Regions from separate parts of the Macaca mulatta genome. Here regions 1 and 3 are each linked to region 2. A link is a contact called in public Hi-C data. All regions are on one chromosome and are shown on one strand. Each heading gives the region's core, a stretch centred on a gene start, on an enhancer-like site or on the middle of the called end of the contact. The rest is flanking DNA. Distances are from core to core; before and after follow the strand shown. Region 1 has its middle 41 kb from the start of FASTKD2. Region 2 has its middle 58 kb from the start of CREB1. Region 3 overlaps DYTN (dystrotelin).

The links. A called contact is a pair of places that touch in the nucleus more often than the background predicts.
Region 1: a contact with region 2 is called in a Hi-C map of fetal cortical plate, with 4 times the contacts expected there. The contact joins two enhancer-like sites. A contact is called at or near these places in 8 of 14 Hi-C or Micro-C datasets (CD4 T cells, blood, cortical neurons and 4 more).
Region 3: a Hi-C map of fetal cortical plate shows a contact between it and region 2, with 7 times the contacts expected there. The contact joins two enhancer-like sites. A contact is called at or near these places in 7 of 14 Hi-C or Micro-C datasets (CD4 T cells, blood, cortical neurons and 4 more).

What each region holds. Positions count from the first base shown.
Region 1 is chr12:112,078,273-112,082,424 of T2T-MMU8v2.0, reverse strand. No RefSeq gene overlaps it. Among named protein-coding and RNA genes, the nearest start is that of FASTKD2, 41 kb to the right of the region's middle. Within about 2 kb of position 2,719, at least 7 of the 40 cell types and tissues checked have an H3K27ac peak or open chromatin away from gene starts, as enhancers often do. A contact at or near this core is called in fetal cortical plate, where this site is marked.
Region 2 is chr12:112,733,946-112,738,066 of T2T-MMU8v2.0, reverse strand. No RefSeq gene overlaps it. Among named protein-coding and RNA genes, the nearest start is that of CREB1, 58 kb to the left of the region's middle. Within about 2 kb of position 2,631, at least 10 of the 40 cell types and tissues checked have an H3K27ac peak or open chromatin away from gene starts, as enhancers often do. A contact at or near this core is called in cortical neurons, fetal cortex germinal zone and fetal cortical plate, where this site is marked.
Region 3 is chr12:111,959,975-111,964,046 of T2T-MMU8v2.0, reverse strand. DYTN (dystrotelin) reads left to right here. Exons shown (of 12, transcript XM_002799029.4): 6 at 222-293; 7 at 548-711. Among named protein-coding and RNA genes, the nearest start is that of DYTN, 19 kb to the left of the region's middle. Within about 2 kb of position 1,561, at least 9 of the 40 cell types and tissues checked have an H3K27ac peak or open chromatin away from gene starts, as enhancers often do. A contact at or near this core is called in cortical neurons, fetal cortex germinal zone and fetal cortical plate, where this site is marked.

The DNA.
Region 1 (4,152 bases), core at 1,470-3,969, 660 kb after region 2:
TAGGCTTTAGGAATTAGTGCATTTTGAGAAAATAATTTTTTTTTTTTGGAGTCTCTCTGTCGCCCAGGCTGGAGTGCAGTGGCGCGATCTCGGCTCACTTCAAGCTCCGCCTTCTGGGTTTACGCCATTCTCCTGCCTCAGCCTCCCGGATAGCTGGGACTACAGGCGCCCGCCACCTCGCCCGGCTGATTATGTTTTTGTATTTTTAGTAGAGACGGGGTTTCACCGTGTTAGCCAGGATGGTCTCGATCTTCTGACCTCGTGATCTGCCCGTCTCCGCCTCTCAAAGTGCTGGGATTACAGGCGTGAACCACCGTGCCCGGCCAAGAAAATAATTTTTAAAAGTTAACAAGAATGAAATAAAGCCTCTCATAATTAAAAACACATTAAGACAAGACACTTGGGAAATGAAACTTCATCCCAGTGGTGGCTCTCCAGGTATGGGGTCCGGCTATGGAGCCACCCAAATCTGTTAGACAACAGAGAAGCAAAGAACTACAGGCAGGCCAACCTTTGATTAAGGTGGCTGTGGATTTTGACAGCTTTTTCTCTTGGCTCAAATCCTGTTTTCAGCACCCTTTTTGGTAGAGCAAGGACTAGTTTTACTAATCCTATACATACTAATAATGATGATAATGATAGAAAATTCCATAGTTACCATTTATTTGTGCTTACTATGTATGGCAGGCAGAATAACGACATCCTCCTTCACGCGAAAGATATCCTAATTCTCAGGAACTATAAATATGTTACATTACATGGCAAGAGGAACTGAGGTTGCAGATGGAATTTGGTTGCTAATCAACTAGAAGCTTTCCTCCTAAGATAAGGAACAAGAAGCGTTCCTGCTAAGATAAGCAACAAGGCAAAGATGCGCCCTCTCACCACTGCTTTTCAACTTTGTACATTTGTCCTACATAATGCACTGAGACAAGAAAAGAAAATATGCCAATTGGGAAGGAAGAAATAAAACCATTTTCATTGGCAGACGACATGATTGTCTATGTAGAAAATCTGGAAGAATCAACATAAAAAATCCTAGTACTAATAAACTATTATAGTAAGGTTGCAGGACAAGGTTAATAAAAGCCAATCACTCTCTTATATACCAGCAACGAACAAATGGAATTTGACATTAAAAGCACGTTATCATTTACATTAGAATCTCCAAAATCAAATACTTAGGCATAAATCCAAAAAATTTTGTATAACATCTATATAAGGAAAACTATAAACCTTTGATAAAGATATCAAAGAAGAATTAAATAAATGGACAGATATTCTATATTCATGGATAGGAAGACTCAATATTAACAAGATGTCAATCCTTTCCAAATTGATCTATAGATTCAGCATAATCCCAATAAAAATCCCATCAAGTCATTTTGTAGCTAGTAACAAACTAATTTTAAAGTTTATATGGAGAGGCAAAAGACCCATAAGATTACAGGTGGAATTAAGGCTGCTAAACTGACTTTAAAATAGGGAGATTATCCTCAATGATCAGAGTAGGCACAATGTAACCACAAGAATCCTTAAAAGTGGAAGAGGGAGGCAGAAAAGTCAGTAGCAGAGTGAAGGGATAGAAATACACTCCACTGGACGCTGCCAGCCTTGAAGACAGTGGAAGGGGCCATAAGCTGAGGACTGCAGGCAGCCTCCAGCAGCTAAAAAAGGTTAAAAACCTGATTTTCTTAGAGATAGCAGAAAGGAAGACAGCCCTGCCCACACCTTGATTTTAGCCCAGTTAGACCCATTTTTTATTTCTGACCTCCAGCACTATGAGTCAATTACTATGTGTTGTTGTAAGCCACTAAATTTGTTACAACAATAGGAAACTTATACACTGTGCCAAAATTGGAGCTACACGGTTCATGTCCAATTAGCTCTAATTCTTACAAACACTGCGAGAAAGGCATAAGCATCTGGTTTATCCAAATGAAGACACTGAGGCCCCAGATGGTAAATGACTTGCCCAAGACCTCAGTTAGTAAAATGCAAAGCTAGAGTATAAGTCCAGGCTTGTTGGACTCCAAAGCCCATTTCTCTTCTTCTCCACTCAAAATTAACCCATGAGACGTCAAACCCTGAACAACCCTTGCTCCATGTCCAGATATGTACTGCTCCACCTCAGCTGTTAGACTCACTCCCTAGAAGCTGAAGGAAAAAAAGAAAAATCCAATTACCATTTAAAAATAGCTCCCTATCGAAATGGCCAAATGAAAGTTTTATTTTAGTCTAATTGGTCCAACTGGCTCTGCTTGATACTTCACTTATTCAATATATAGGATTCTTCTGAGGAAAAACATAGAGGGGCCAAGGGGTGACTCGTGAATGCAGGCTAAAAGCTTGGCTGAAAGCACTTTGAATCAATAAGCAAGCCAATGCTTTGGTCTGGGAAATTTACTAGAGTCAGGTTTGAAATGCATTTTTGTTTTTGCTCTTATCATTAATTACTGTTGCTAATGCTTTTTGTTATTATTTTTAAAATTAATTGCCAGGCATTGATAGTAGCCAGCAATTTTTCACACATTGCTTAAACATACTGAGATAAAAAATCAGAATCATAACTGGAGTGCATGTTTATGGATTACTAAAATGCTCACATAAGAATTACACACTAATTCAACTACAATAAAAAAAAAATTACACTTGAAGAGCTTATTATATACTATTCCTTCCCCTTCTGAGAAACATTTGAGCAGAAGCCTAGCATGGTTACCATAGCAACTATAATGCAAAATTGGCAGTAACTTTATGAATTGCAAATTCCTCTAAGGGTGTTGGGGAATTTTTTTCTACTTCCATTTTTAACCATCTCATATGCATTATTCCAGCAATATGTTAAACAAGGTTTTTGGGAACTCATGCATCACTTCAAAACAAGCTATGTTTTAAACCTTCAAATTTCATTATTCTAACAAGAGCAGACTTACCAGGAAACACCCAATTTACTGTCTTTTAAATTTTCCATTGTTTTTATTAATAACTGAGTTCTTAACACATTGGATCACTGTTTCTGAAGAGAATCCAGGTAGTCAAATAAATGAAATTACTATATTATTTACCATCATCTGCCCTTGAATCTTTCTGAGAATGGAGAAAGGGGATAGTCCTAGTTTAAAAAAAAAAAAAAAAAACCCTTGTAATTTCACAATCTGTTTCTCCTTCTAAGTAATATCAGTTGACATTTTGCATCAAAACTTCAATCAAACAAATGGTCAATCTTTGTTGTTTTCCTTTCTCAGTCCCATTTTCTCTCCTAGATGCTCATGAGCATGAAAATGACCCAGAGAAACAGCTTGAGTAACTAGGCAGTTAGTCCCAGGATGAATTGTTTGCTTGGGTAGTTCAGAGACTGGCTAAGGTAGCCAAAACTATTGTGCTATACTACATATGCATGTCTAAATATGTGTAATTGAGAGATGAGGTTATTCATATAATCATAAATGGTTCATGTCTGATCATTGCCAATTTCCTAGCTCTCCGACTTTGAGCAAGTCATTTGTGAGTTTTAGCTTCCTCATCTATAAAACAGGAACTTAAATTTTTCCCCAGTCCATTTCATAAGCCTGTTATAAGAATCACGTGAGATGGTATGTTTGAATAAAACATGTCCTTTTAAAATACTGCTATCAATTCTTCTCAATTTTTATTTTAGATATTCAATACTAATAATCTCCAAAAAACGAAGATTCTTTATTTTCAGAATCTAGTATCAAGAGGAAAGGTGCTAATTCACGGATTGGGTATCTCAGGGTTGGAAATAAAGGTAAGTACAAAAATGTCAGAATTAAATCCTATTATATAAAGATCTAAATTATTGCCTCTGGTCAGTTTCTCATTTGGGAGACCTATTTGTTTGCAAAACAGTAACACAGAAAATGACTGCACCCAAAGCACATCTCTCAGACAAGGGTCTATCCAGATTCTTAACGAGTCCAGGGAGCATTTTGTGGAGACAAGCAAGTCTATTGGCTTGTTCTTTTTTTTTTTTTTCTTCAACTCTTATTTTTGGTTAGGGGGTACATTTTCTGTCCTGTTTCACAGCAACTTCCTGAGGTCAAAGGAACATTAGTTGTTTTCCTGCCCTTGAACAATAGCCTTCAAAGAGGATGTAAGTATGGCCCAAACCTTTGATGGACATAAATT
Region 2 (4,121 bases), core at 1,382-3,881:
CAGGCGTGAGCCACCATGCCCGGCTAATTCCTCTTTTTACAGAAGTACTCCCCAGCCTTGTTGCCATAAAAGGCATTTCCTCTGCTTAGGACTGCTGTCTACCCACTGTTCACATCACAGCTCCCGTGTAGGTGTGTCCCCTCAAGCACGGGGGCTCATGACACAGGCATGCAGGCAGCAGGCTTCTGTTCAGTGGTTCGGGAGTTGTCACTCAGGTCCAAGAAAATGGCTTTGCGGCATCTACCCTTGGCATGTTATTGATAGCCTCCCCTTGGTCTGTCATTTCTCTGTAATTGATAACTGTTATTGATAGCCTCCCCTTGGTCTGTCATTTCTCTGTAATTCCTGCCCTGCAGGAAACCAGGAAGTGATTTTCTATGCACAACCATGAACCATATTTTTACCTAAAAATATATTTATGAACTGATCTCTTTTTCCTCCAAATATTAACAAACCCTTTTCCTTAGAATGGAAGAGGACAGTCATTTCTGTAAGATCATATTGAGATGAGAGATGCAAACATTTTTTTGTCCTAGAGTTCTTCGAAGTTTACTGTCATGAGAAAAACATTTCTTCCTTGAGGAATTGAATTCTGAAAGTTCAGGAGCCCAGTAGCATCATAATTTTTTTTCCGTTCATTTCTTCCAATGCCCTATAAATCAGTCGTAAAAATAATACAAACTCGATCCCAAATTAGATATAAAATATGCAAAGGTGTTGTGCTATGTAAGTAATGTACTTATTATCACATATGCAATGCAAATGGATGTGACATTCTACAGACTACTTCGGGAAAATAGAGAACATAAAAATGTTCTGATTTTAAACACAAAATAATTCCATTCAAAAATTGACCACGAGAGGGCAGCATTGTCTACACAAACACAGAATGGCCACTGCATTTGAACCTCAGACATTTTCTTGAGGTTCTTTCACCATTTGGTTTCAAACACAAGGAATGATTATAGAAACAGCATCATTGATGCTTAGATTCACAGTTTTAAAAATGAAAGCTCCAATCTCTTGGTCTACGCAGCCATTAGAAAGGCTAATTATCGTGGAACAATGGCACATATTTCTTTCTTGTATTTCTCTGTCTTTTCCAGCATGTCTCCTTCACGTTCTACACTCCGTTTCTGTAGTTCATTTATTTTGGGGAAAAAAAAAAAAAAAATCACCCGACTATTATTAGTCTGAATCCCAGTGAGCTCCAATTTCTTTACGGAATTTATTTATTTATTTATTTATTTATTTTTCCCCGAGTCTTGCTCTGTCCCCAGGCTGGAGTGCAGTGTCACGATCTCGGCTCACTGCAACCTCCGCCTCCCGGGTTCCAGCGATTCTCCTGCCTCAGCCTCCCGAGTAGCTGGGAATACAGGCGCGCGCCACCACGCCCAGTTAATTTTTGTATTTTTAGTAGAGACGAAGTTTCACCATGTTGGCCAGGATGGTCTCCATCTCTTGACCTCGTGATCTGCCCGCCTCGGCCTCCGGAAGTGCTGGGATTACAGGCGTGAGCCACCACGCCCGGCCATCTACAGAACTGTTAAGCAGTCTAGGGTAGTGAATAGAAACGGGGCCCCAGCTGTGGGCAGGGACTGCTTCTGCCACTTCGAGATTTGCTTTTCCCCATCGATGAACTGAAGGTAATAAGAGCATCTGCCTCTCAATGTGCTGTTGTGAGGAAGCGCTTTATAATGGATTTCATAAGGTGCCTGGCACGTAGAAAGTGCTCAGTAAACATTGCGGTAACAGTGGTGGACTCTTTTTTTTTTTTTTTTTAATTGAATGAGTTGTCAACATTTAAAAATCTGGAGAGCTCACATAAAAATCCTCACTGATCAGTTTTGTCCACATATGTTACTTGCCTGGCTTCTGTGGGCACGCGGGTTGTGGTCCCTCGTGAACCCTTCCATCTCCCACCATCTGTTTATTGCCTTCAGATGATGATAAAAAACTGCACCATGGCCAGCAAGAACAGCTGTAGGAAGGAAGACTTCAGATTTTTTCTCCAAGTTGCAGAAGATGATCGTGCTCAGTCCTAAACTCTCTGTAGATTCTTTTATCGAGCAATCCAAAGCCCTTAGCGCTGCAGTTTAATCTAATTTGTTTCTTTTGTCAGATTTCATTTTGAGGCTGCAGCCTTTGAGAGACTAGCAGAGAGCATTTCCTATGGGAAATTTGGTTTCATTCATTTCTAGGTGGCAGTTTGGGGGGTCAGGATTGTCAAACTGGGGAGGACATCTGACGCCTGATGGTAGAACAAAAAGCCACCAGGGACAGGCTTAGGATAGTTCCACTGTGACATCCTTTTTCCTTTTTCCCTTTCACTTTGTCAGCCCCCCTACCCCATGTGTTAAATGGATTTTCTTATTTTTAATCTTAAAGAAAAAGAATTTGTGTTTATAAAATAAGATTTAAAAGGTTATTTCCTCCTCACAGTGGGCATCCAGGGAGATGGCTTGGCAGCCCCCAGGAGCTCAGGGAGGAGCTCAGCGATCCTCTCCTCTGTCTTACAGAACCGTGCTAAGTTACCAAAGGAAACCACCACTCATTTATCTAAACCCTTTGCAGTTAAATGCTCAGAGACGAATGCGCTTGTTGCAACTGCTCTCAGGGTGGCAGCAGACACTCAGAATGGTGTTTCGATTTAACTTATTGCATTTCAGCTAATTGAAAAGCAGAGCACATCGAAGGGCCTCTGCGAGAACACTTTTCAGACTATAAATCGGGGCTGGAGGATATGTTTAATTAAATCAGTCCTGAGGTCACAGGAAGGAAAAGCAAACCTCTCCCTCCCAGACTTGACCTGGTTCACGTAACATGGCAGCTAGAGAACTTGGAAATGTGTTAGTAGGACTAATGTAAATATACCAGAATAAAGCACTTCTCCGCCAGACTACGAAGCAAGAAATCGGATCTAGAGGCAGACAATGGCTCTGACCTTCCAGTTTAATTCTGCATGCAAGAAACACACAGATGAAGATGGCTGGAGAGGCTGAATTGCTACGTTTCAGATTGCAGTGCAAAGGATAGACTTTCTTAAAAGAACTTATTTCCAAAGAATTCTATTATTTGCTAGCAGGGACTTGGGAAGCCTTGAGTCAGTCCTGGGCCAGAACTGAGTGTGTGAAGGGGTGAATCATTAACTAAAACCTACCAGTTCATGAAGGAGGAAACCTAGTTAGCATTTGGGATCCTAGACTGGACACTAGCCAGGTGTCGTCTGCACCAAAGGAAAGCGTGGCCACACAGAAGAAGGGAAAACGGGTAGGCCATTTGTATGGCTTGGGCCAACCCAGCATGGCCCACACGGGAAGGCTCCACACAAACCTGTTGGTCTCACTTTTCTTGCTGAATTCTCTCTCAGGTTCATGGGCTTATATGATGAATGTTCATGCAACATCTTTCAACAGCCTTCTCTCCCCATCCTTCCCAAATTTAAAGATAGGATCACGTGACAGAAAGAAAAAGAGCAGAATGTAAATGTGAAATCATAGCATTTGAAGGTGTGATCTTGGTTTTTAGCTAGAAGACGAGGAAGCTGAAGAAGTAACTAATTCAGGCCGGGCATGGTGGCTCACGCCTGTAATCTCAGCACTTTGGGAGGCTGAAGTGAGCAGATCTCTTGAGCCCACGAGTTCGAGACCAGCCTGGGCAACATGGCGAAACCCTGTCTCTACAAAAAATACAAAAATTAGCTGGGCACGGTGGTGCACGCCTGTATTCCCAACTACTCGGGAGGCTGAGGTGGGAGGTTGGCTTGAACCTGGCAGGTGGAGGTTGCAGTGAGCTGAGATCACACCAGATCTGCACTCCAGCCTGGGCAATAGAGCCAGACTTTGTCTCCTTAAGATATAATAATAATAATAATAATAGTAATTAATTCAGTCCAGCCAGTCAGCATAGGGAGCTAGCATGTTGGTCATAATTGCATGGCCCAATCTAGAGCATATAGGTTCCTGTTATGAGCATCATGATGTGAAACAAAGGACTCAGTGCCTTGGAATCATTACCCACTCCTCTTGCATCTCTAATCATATATTGATTATGCTTATTTTTCATTCATAATTTTCTATGACTCCTTATTTCCCATGATGCATCCATATCAGTCCTATTAC
Region 3 (4,072 bases), core at 312-2,811, 770 kb after region 2:
CTCCCTCCTCTCCTTCCCACTTGCTTATTCATTGTCTTAACCCAAACATTGCACAAAACCTATGCATTGCTTTGTTCTCTTGGATTGAGACAGTTCACCTGGTCTCAGATACCAAATACCTGTGACTGCATGGCTGTGGGCACCAGCTCTCAGCCCTGCTGCTCCCGGAGACGACATATTTCTCCACTTTCTAACAGCTAAGATGAGGTTGTCTCTTGCAGATCCCAACTGTCGTGGGAGAGAGTCGTGCTCTGTGCCCTGTGGAAAGTGCCACCCGCAGCTGTTTCCAAGGGGTGAGTGCCTTGCAAATGTCCCTGGAGTTGGGGACAGACATGGGGCATTGGGATAGTTTGCTGACTGATTTACATTACAGACCTATTATTACTCCAAACAGCATCTCAGATAACTGAATTTAGGAGGTAGTCTTGCCTCCAGCTTTTCCTATGATAAACTTCTTCAGCAGAGCTGACAGAATTGGAGTCAGAAAAGAAAATGAAAACATCAAGTCATGCCTAAAAACACATCTTAGGGTGCTACTGTTTTTCAGGTGTTGAGCCCAGCAATCAAAGAAGAGAAATTCCTGTCTTGGGTCCAATCTGAGCCTCCCATCCTCCTGTGGCTCCCGACCTGCCACCGGTTATCAGCTGCTGAAAGAGTCACTCACCCTGCTCGGTGTACCATCTGCAGGACTTTCCCAATCGCGGGACTCAGGTACAGCCATCAGCAGCATTTCTCGGATTATCATTCTCCATACGGTTCTGCAGTTGGAGCTGCATCCCTGCAGATTCTTTTTGGGGTCCTCCTTACACATCTGAAATTCACATGCCTTTTTTGGCTCAATGATTTCCTGGCAGGAAGCATCCTGGTTGATAATAAATTGTCTTTTATCTTCTATAATGGATGAAATATTAAATTCTTCCACTGATGCATAATGTGACTAATAGACATTTTTCTTCCTCTAAGGGGAACACATTTTGTCTTTGTTTTGTTTTGTTTTAGAGACAGGGTCTCTGTCACGCAGGCTGGAGTGCACGGGCACTATCATAGCTCACTGCAGCTTCAAACTCCTAAGCCCAAGTCATCCTTGCAGCTCAGCCTCCTGGGTAGCTGGGAGTACAGGCACATGCCACCATGCCCAGCTAATTTTCTATTTTTTGTAGAGATGGGATCTTATTGTGTTACCCATGCTGGTCTCCGACTCCTGATCTTAAGTGATCCTCCTGCCTCAGCCTCCCAAAGCATTGGGTTTCAAGTGTGAGCCACTGCACCTGGCCTGTCTTTTGTTCCAAAGAAACCTTTTAAGTATTGAGCCATCCATCGTCATCATCATCCTAACAACACTACTTTTGTTAACTGTTAGACAAATGACAAGCTGAGCAGTTCACATGGGCCATTTCATTTAAAATGTGTTGTAAGCCAATACAAAGGGTTGTATTATTATCCCCAATTTGCAAAGAAGTTAAATAACCTACATGATTAGCAAGCTACAGAGGCTGGCAGCCTAAATCCAGAGTCCCTGCTTTGCAGTCATGATGCTCTGCTGCCTCCCTGTGCAGACAACTGCAAATGAGCCTCATGCTCACACAGATGATCAGCATTCATGAGAGCAGCTCAGGCCTGATCTTCTCTCCACCTGGAGCTAAAAGCAGATTAGAAAGCTAGATTTGGAGCTGGATGCAAATATTTCCATAGCTTTGAGGGGAACAGTCAAAACCCTATCCTAGAGAAAGAGTGTTATAGGTCTCCCATAAATAAAACCATAGGGAAGTTAAACTGGTTATCATTAAAGCTTGGGAGAAGAGAAAGAAACCACCAGGTGTAGGCCAGGCATGGAAGATGCCATTATTCACAATGAGTGAACAGGGGCTGGGAATGTGGGAAGACTAGAGCTCTGGGACATCAGGCAGCTAAATACAAGGCAAAACTGAGGGTGCCCGGAAGGAGAAGGGGACAAGAGGCCTCAGGCCTCAGCTCCTGCTCACTTTGTTCCTCTTCCTTTCCCATGCTTCTTGACCCTAGCTAACCCAGAACTGAAATATGCTCCCCATGGAGATAAACTAGGTCTGCTTGGTACACCAAAAAACTGGAGATCTGGTTTTAATTTTGCTGAGAAAATGAATTGGGTTTGCAGAGAATTTGCAGGACACAGTAAAACTTCATTCATGAAAATTCTGCAAGAAACTGAACTTTAGACAATAAAACATATAAATGAACAGGACTGTTGGAAACCAAGCAAGCAGGAACAAGGAAATCTTCATACTACAATGAAAAATAAATTATTTATATTGGACAATGGGGAAATCTGAATATGATTTACCATGTTATGAATATATTATAATCATTTAACCAATAAGCAAGTATTAGTTAAGGAGTTTCTGTCAGTCCTGCCCTAGGTCAAGTACAAGATTAACTTTGCAATTATATAAAACACAACTTTTACATCGACATATTTTTCAAAATTATTATATGTAACATAAAGCAGATACTATTTGTATTCTATAGATGATAAAATTTGAGTCTCAAAGAATTTGAGTGACTTACTTAAGTCGCCCCTAAAACTGGCAAAGGCAGAGGCCAAGATGTACCTCAAATATCTATTGAGAATGAGAACAGAATTTCTTTAAAATGCCTCCATGTAAACCATCTTTCCTCTTATACACCCAAGGCAATAAACAAATGTCCTATATACAAAAAGCTGGGAGACCTGGGCAAGGTATTTAACCTCTATGGACCTCAGTTTTGGGTTTTTTGTTTTTTGTTTTGTTTTGGTTTTAGTAAAATTCAGCAGGGTAGAACAAATTATGTCTGAGACTTCTTTAGCTCTAAACTTCTGATTCTATTAAAAATTGCCTGGATATATTATAATCTTAGCTTTAAACTTGTGTTTTGGGATCTCAAAAAACTCAACTAGTAGCTTTGGTTTTTTGGGAGATGAAGAAAGTCATGTTAGAGGAGAAGCACTTGCAGATGTGCAGGTAGCAGAAAGAGGACAAAGATTTGGCCTTCTAAAGAAAAAGAAGGTGCAAAGACCATAGAGTGGCCCTCATCCAAGATTTAAATTCCAGAAGGACATGTGACATTTTTGCTCTGTGATAGCCATGGAAGGTTGAAATGAAATTGGGGGAAAACCTGGGTTCTATATTGGTAAAAACATCAACAACGGGCCAATCTCATTACCCCGACAATAACCATTCTCATACACCTGTAGGTAGTTGCAGAGCACAGAGGAACAAATTTAAGGATAGATCAGCTTATTATCCTAGATAAGCCAGTCATAGCCATCTAGTTAATGCTTGATAAAGCAGCCAGCATGGATGGCTCATCAAATAATCCTTATAACAATAGTTTATTATGTTGTACACTTCATTGAAAAAGTGAATGTCTTCCCATTAATGTATGTTAAACAACTTTTAAAGTTTTCTAAAAATTTTGCAAGTCCAGGAGGATAGAGTTTGCTAGCTCCATTTTTCCTTAGTTGAAGAAACTAAGTCATTTATCCAACTTCATTCAACTAACGTTCATTGAAAAACCTACCATGTACCAGGCATTCTCCTAAACTTAAGGGAACTTAAGTTTCCAATTCAACTATTAGAACTGCTATAAGTAGTAATGATGGTATGTGAATTCAAACTTAGGGCTCCTGCCTTGAGGAGTGGTGGTCTATTCTAGAATAGTGTGGTCTATTCTAGCGGTTAAAATGGCAGGCCATCAATTCAGATAGTAACCTGGGACTCAAAATCTTCTACTACTTACTAAGTAGTTGTGTAACTTTGTGCAAGTTACTTAAACTCTCTTTAATTCCATTTCCTCATCTGCAAAATGAGAGTAATTGTGAGAATACCTGAAAGAATTTCCATGGGAATTAACTGGGTCAACACAGGTACACTGCCTGCACATAGAACGCGCACAAAAATGCTAGCTGCTATTATATCATCCCACACTATTTATTAATATCCTGCCATGGGACTCAGGGTTGGAAGTACAGCAGTGAACACAGGTAGCTGAGGGGTGATCTCAAGGTATTTACATTCTCTTGCTCTGCCTCTAAACGACTTTGATCAGACCATCAAAC